Linked DNA regions of Sus scrofa: region 1 is linked to region 2. Evidence: chromatin contacts called from public HiChIP or PLAC-seq data. All regions are on one chromosome and are shown on one strand. Each heading gives the region's core, a stretch centred on a gene start, on an enhancer-like site or on the middle of the called end of the contact. The rest is flanking DNA. Distances are from core to core; before and after follow the strand shown. Region 1 holds the start of LRWD1 (leucine-rich repeat and WD repeat-containing protein 1). Region 2 overlaps PRKRIP1 (PRKR-interacting protein 1).

Region 1 (2,700 bases), core at 156-2,655, 51 kb after region 2:
TAGGGGTCAAATCGGAGCTGCAGCTGCCAGACTACACCACAGCCACACAGCAACACTGGATCCAAGCCGCATATGTGACCTAAGCTGCGCCTCGTGGCAACTCCAGATTCTTAACCTACTGAGTGAGGCCAGGAATCAAACCCACAATCCTCATGGATACTGGTCGGGTTCTTAATCTGCTAAGCCACAATGGGAACTCCCATCATTCTACTTTCTGTCTGGGTGAATGTGACTACCCTAGGGACTTCATGTAAGTGGAAACATGCAGTATTTGCCTTTTTGTGACTGGCTTATTTCACTTTGCCTAATGTTCTCAGGGTTCGTCTTTGTTGTAGCAAGTGCCTGGATTCCCTTCTGTCCTTTTCAAGGCTGAATGATATTCCATGGCATGGATGGACCACGTTTTATTCATCCTTTCATCTGTCCCTGGATACCTGGGTTGCTTCCACCTTTCAGCTACTGTAACTGCTATGTAGCTCTTCAAGACTCTGCTTTCAATTCTTTTGGGACATACCCAGAAGGGGGACTGCTGGGTCATATGGCAGCTCTACTTTAATTTTTCTGAGGAACTGCCACTATTTTCCACAGGAACTTTCAAGCTTTTTCAAGCCTGTGGCAGTTGCTTCACTGGCTTCCCAGTCTCCTTTCCTTCCCATCCATTCCTCCCCTTCCCGGGACCTCTCTAAAATTCACATGTAACTCCCTTTAAAACCCTCAAGAGCTCGCCATGGCCCTCAGGGCAAGTCCAGCCTGCCTTCTGTGGTCAGGCCCACCGGCCTCCCTCACCTGAAGCATCACCCACCTTCCCCAGGCCTCGGCCCAAGCAGTTCCCCAGCTGGAACGCCCCTGCCGCCCTCCGTGGCCCAGGGTCCCTTTTTTTATGAGTTCATTGGAATGAATTTCCTCCTTGCCCACTTCCATCCGAGGCCCTCTGCCCCGGTTTTCGGCCCCATCTACTCTCTTCGTGGGTCTCGTCACCGGACCCTAAAGCTTCCCGCCCCAGACACGGGGGCGCTATGTTTGCTGTCAGACTCCACACAAGTTCGGGGTGAGCTGCTGTCGAACCTTACCCACGTCCCAGGCCCTTCGCCACTCCCAGCTCACTCCTCAAAGCCGTCATCTCCTCACCCCGCTACGCCCCCCTCGGTAGGACCGCTGACCGGTCTGATTCCCGGATGAAGAATGGAGTTGTGGGCGCGGCCCTTCTCTCCCAGCCCTCACCTGCGGGGAGTGCTGCCAGGGCGGGTCACCTCCGCGTTGCCGCTCGCAGATCAGACAGGTCCGGATGCCCTTGCAGCCGCATTCCCGAAGGACCTCGGGGGCCGCCACCGCCGCAGCCGCCATCGCCGCGTCCTGGCAGCCAGAGCGCAGGCGCAGGGCCGCGGGGGCCGCCGGGAGTTGTAGTCCGCGGGCGGGACATGAGGCCCGCGGGGCCGCTTCCTTCCGGTCGTCGCCGGCGACGGATTCGCGCGGCGCCACCTCCTGGACTCGGCAAACCGCTGGCGCCAGCACCGGAGTCCCGTGCCGCCGTTCGGGCCACCGCGAGCCGCGCCTCCCCGCCATGGGCCCCCTTTCGGTGCGTCTGCTCATCCAGCGGGGGAGACCCAAGAGCGACCGGCTGGGGAAGATCCGGAGCCTAGAGTAAGGGCTGGGGCTACACAGCCTACCGCCGGGCCTGGGTCGCCGGGCGATTGGGAAGAAAACCTGGGATCTTTCCTCTCTCCCTGTCCGGCCTCGTTATCACCCTGTCGGTTCCACAGAGTCTTTAATCATTCGGCCCAAACGCCGTCTTCTCGCTATGAGACGGGTCTGGTGGGCCTGGGCTGCTGGGGAGAAAATCTTGCATAAGGAATAGGGAGCAACCTGTTGAGATAACTACAGAGGACCTGGAAAGCAGAGACACCTCCCCCCTCCCCGCCCCCAGAGGATCAGGAAAAGAATCCTGGAGGGGGCCAGCTGCTCCAGGTTCTAAAGAAGTTCTAAGCTAAAGGTGGGGGGATGTTGGGAAAACGCGGGAAAATGTCAGGCAGAAAAGCCTTGTGAAGTGCCTGGGTTGCCATGGGTGCAGGTGGGAGGCCCGCACACCCCCTAAGCCCGTCCTCTCTGCCCTTCCCCCCAGCCTGTCAGGGCTGAAACTGCTCTCAGAGCATCTGGACCCCAAGCTCCTGAGCCGCCTGAAGCAGCTGCAAGAGCTGGACCTCTCCAACAACCAGCTGGAGACACTGCCCGCCAACCTGGGCCTGTCCCACCTGCGCATCCTCCGCTGCGCCAACAACCAGCTGGGCGACGTCACTGCCCTGTGCCAGTTCCCACAGCTCGAGGAGCTCAGCCTGGAGGGCAATCCTTTCCTGACAGTAAGTGTGGGCCCCCGGCGGCTCCATGCCCAGGGCCAGCACTCTATGGGCTTGGGCTCAGCCACAGGCTGAGGCAACCACAAGCTCCTCTTCCCTCACCCCCCAGGTCAGTGACAACCTGAAAGTCTCCTTCCTCCTGCCCAAGCTCCGCAAGGTCAATGGCAAGGATGCTTCCTCCACTTGCTCTCAGGTGGAGAACCTGAACCGGGAGCTGACCAGCAGGGTAAGGGGCGGGAAGGTGTCTCTGGTGCTTGGGAGTCGTTGGGGGCCTTGAGGAGCCAGTGATGGAAGTGAATGTTTGGAGGACACTGAGGGTGGGGTATGGGGGGCAGCTGAGCGGTCCTGA
Region 2 (2,700 bases), core at 18-2,517:
GGCCCCGAGGGGAAGGGAGCCTCTGTTTGCAGCTCACTTTCCCTCCCAAAGCCGTGCTTGCAGAAGCAAGTAGGCCCCCACCCCCAGGGCTCGTCGTCCCCTGTCCGCAGGACTCGGCAGGACTCGGCCCGGCCCGTGGGAGAGAGGACTGTCTCCTGACACTGCCAAGGGCCCGGCCGGGGTCACAGACGTTTCCGCTAAAGGGGAAGCTGTCTTGCCTGTTCTTCCAGTGCCTGTTCTCATGTAACTGAACAGTGATGAGTTTGGGGCTGGTTTCTGTGAAAGGAATGTTTTAGTAAAAAACAGAAAAACTTCAGGTTTTGTTGAGACCTGTGAAATGCTGATGACAGAAGCAGTAGAGAAGGCTGGGGGATGACAAAGGAGGGCCTGTTTCTCAGACTTGGTGAAGGAGATGGCCTAGGCCCTGGTGCCAACGCACACTGCAGGGTGCGTGACCGCCCTTTCCTTCAGCCGAGGGTGCCCTGCAGCGGGAGACGTGGGACTTAACCAGGGCCTCAGCAGAACGGAGGACCTGGATGTGTGCAAAGAGCTTGGGGAAACCTCTGGAGACACGGAAAGCAGCAGGTAGAGAGGCCCGGCAGGGCCGGACCAGAGCGGAGCGGGTGGCCTGGGGGATCCTAGCTGCACTGCAGGGGAGGCGGATGCAGCGGCCACCAGCTGCATCTTCATCCCGAGGTAAGAGGGGAGCGCAGCAGAAATCGGGAGCTTATGTGGACAGCCTTTCAGCCAGCAGGAGGAATAGACGGTTTCTAAGTAGAGCCTTTGCTCTTTTTTTTTTTTTTTTTTTTTTGCTATCTCCCAAGTTTCTAAGGCTATTTTGTGCCTTTTATGGAGTTACAGAGAATTAAGGAAATAGTGGTTTTGAGTGAAGGGAAACTGAAAGATACATCTTTTCTTGATTTCCCGGACCCCACCCTGAGCCATGTGACATCTGTGATAACGTCTGGGTTTCCGCAGCTCAAGTCAACAGGAATTTTTCTTTCCTAGGAAGCCGAAATGGAAAGTCATTCCTCATAAATTAGCGCATGCCCTGGCTCTACCTTTTAGAAGCCGTGTTTCTCTTTCCTCAGGGACTGGCGGGCCAGCTTTGTGTGCTCCTGTCTTTGAACCGTTGGATTCCCCCAAAGTGTGTCCTAAGTCCTGCTTTGAGTCTGCAGCCCGGATCCTGGGGGCATTCCCTCCCGCTGGAGGCTGTAGCTCTGGGTTTCAGTTCCGACACTGCCTCCGATGAGACGGGGAACTCTGGGCAAGTCACTTCCTGCCTCGGCCCTGTGCCAAGATCTGGACGAGACACCACAGCATGTGGATGCTGGACAGGTGGGTGAACGGCTAGACAAATGGGAGGGTGCCAGACTGGATGTTTGTGTTTTCACCTTTACTCCATGTCTGAGGGGGGTGTTCAAGGAGCGACTATCCTCCCGCAGTTTGGGTTAAGGGGTGAGCAGTACCTTAGATGGATGGACTCTCTCTGTGATCAAGCAGAAGCTTGCATCTGCTTGCCCAGCATGCCCAACAGAGCCAGGTGACTGCGGTGACCTAACGTACAGTTTATTGCAGGGGGTCAGGCCTGGAGAAGGGGCAGCTGGTGCTCAAAAGACCCACACTCCCTGCTGGCTTTCAGGGAAAGGCTTTTAAAGACGGGGAGGGCGAGGGTCACAGGGTGGTGATCAGCTCAGCTGCACTTCCGACTGGTGGATGGTGAGTAACTGGGTACTGGTTCAGGAAGCTCAGCCGTCGGCCTTCGGGTTCCAGCCAGTCTGGGATCTCTGTGCTGGTGGTCCACGTGCAATAGCCCCACCCTTGAATTGTTTTGCTGATATGATCTACAGCCCTTGAGGAGGAACTAAAGGTCCTTGACTTGGTTTTACGGCCAGAGGTTTTCTACAAACAGGGGACTTGGTGGAGGTGGCGGTGTCTGCCTCTAGGAAGGCCTGTAGGATCCTGCTCGCTTTCAGTCCCCTCTTTAATACGCCACAGTCCTGAGGGGAACGGGCAAGGGACTGCTCGGGCTACTTCCTGCTGACTGAGGGCAAGGTCGCTTGTTCAGGATTCGAGGAGCCACCGACGTTCACTTGAAAGAATTCTCGAGTTGCTTTGTAATATGAAAACTACCTTTCTCTTTGCTTTGTCACAGCACCTGGACAAACATTTGAAAATTAGTAGACAGATTACAGTGAAGATAATGATCAAAATGCACCCTCTTCCCATGCCAGATGCCAACCAGGAACGTAAGGTTTGGAGTGGGTCCTCTCGGTCTGTACACTCCGCAGCCACGCAGCCCCTTCAGTTCTGAGCTTCCGGTTCTCCAGAGGCATTGATGTATACCTAACAGGAGCTGCCGGCCCCTACCCGTCCTGTGGTGGTGGTTGTCAAAATATAATTTAATTTAAAGCAATTTTATTAACCAGTACCATTCTGACGGAAGAAGCTAGTGCCTTCTGGGAGGCTACTGCTGGAGCTGTCTCGTTGGTTATTTTTTCTACAGAGCAAGGTTTCATAGCTATAAGAGGACACCTTGAGACCGTCAGGTTTGCGGCTGCTACCATTGCTTTGAGAATGGCTGGGGGTGTCCTTGAGTCCAATACAGTTTAGACAGTTCAGGTTCTCGGTAATGTAGGGCCACGTCTGCAACCGTGTCCATAATGGCCACCCAGATGGCATTGTGGGTGACGGAGCCGC

What was found. HiChIP or PLAC-seq counts read pairs in DNA pulled down with a chosen protein or histone mark.
Region 1: a contact with region 2 is called in an H3K27ac HiChIP or PLAC-seq map of alveolar macrophages. The contact joins the promoter of LRWD1 here to the enhancer-like site in region 2. A contact is called at or near these places in 1 of 5 promoter capture datasets (liver), 17 of 47 Hi-C or Micro-C datasets (alveolar macrophages, blood, brain and 9 more) and 2 of 2 datasets of contacts at active chromatin or transcription factors (alveolar macrophages and skeletal muscle).

The regions. Positions count from the first base shown.
Region 1 is chr3:9,804,846-9,807,545 of Sscrofa11.1, forward strand. It overlaps LRWD1 (leucine-rich repeat and WD repeat-containing protein 1), which reads left to right and starts at 1,406. Exons shown (of 15, transcript XM_021086276.1): 1 at 1,406-1,641; 2 at 2,120-2,354; 3 at 2,461-2,577. The coding sequence starts at 1,562. It overlaps ALKBH4 (alpha-ketoglutarate-dependent dioxygenase alkB homolog 4), which reads right to left and starts at 1,385. Exons shown (of 3, transcript XM_003480995.4): 1 at 1,222-1,385. The coding sequence starts at 1,344.
Region 2 is chr3:9,753,649-9,756,348 of Sscrofa11.1, forward strand. It overlaps PRKRIP1 (PRKR-interacting protein 1), which reads left to right. Exons shown (of 7, transcript XR_002342313.1): 6 at 1-1,338; 7 at 2,156-2,700. Among named protein-coding and RNA genes, the nearest start is that of ORAI2, 28 kb to the right of the region's middle. Within about 2 kb of position 1,268, at least 10 of the 83 cell types and tissues checked have an H3K27ac peak or open chromatin away from gene starts, as enhancers often do. A contact at or near this core is called in alveolar macrophages, liver, retroperitoneal adipose tissue and 1 more, where this site is marked.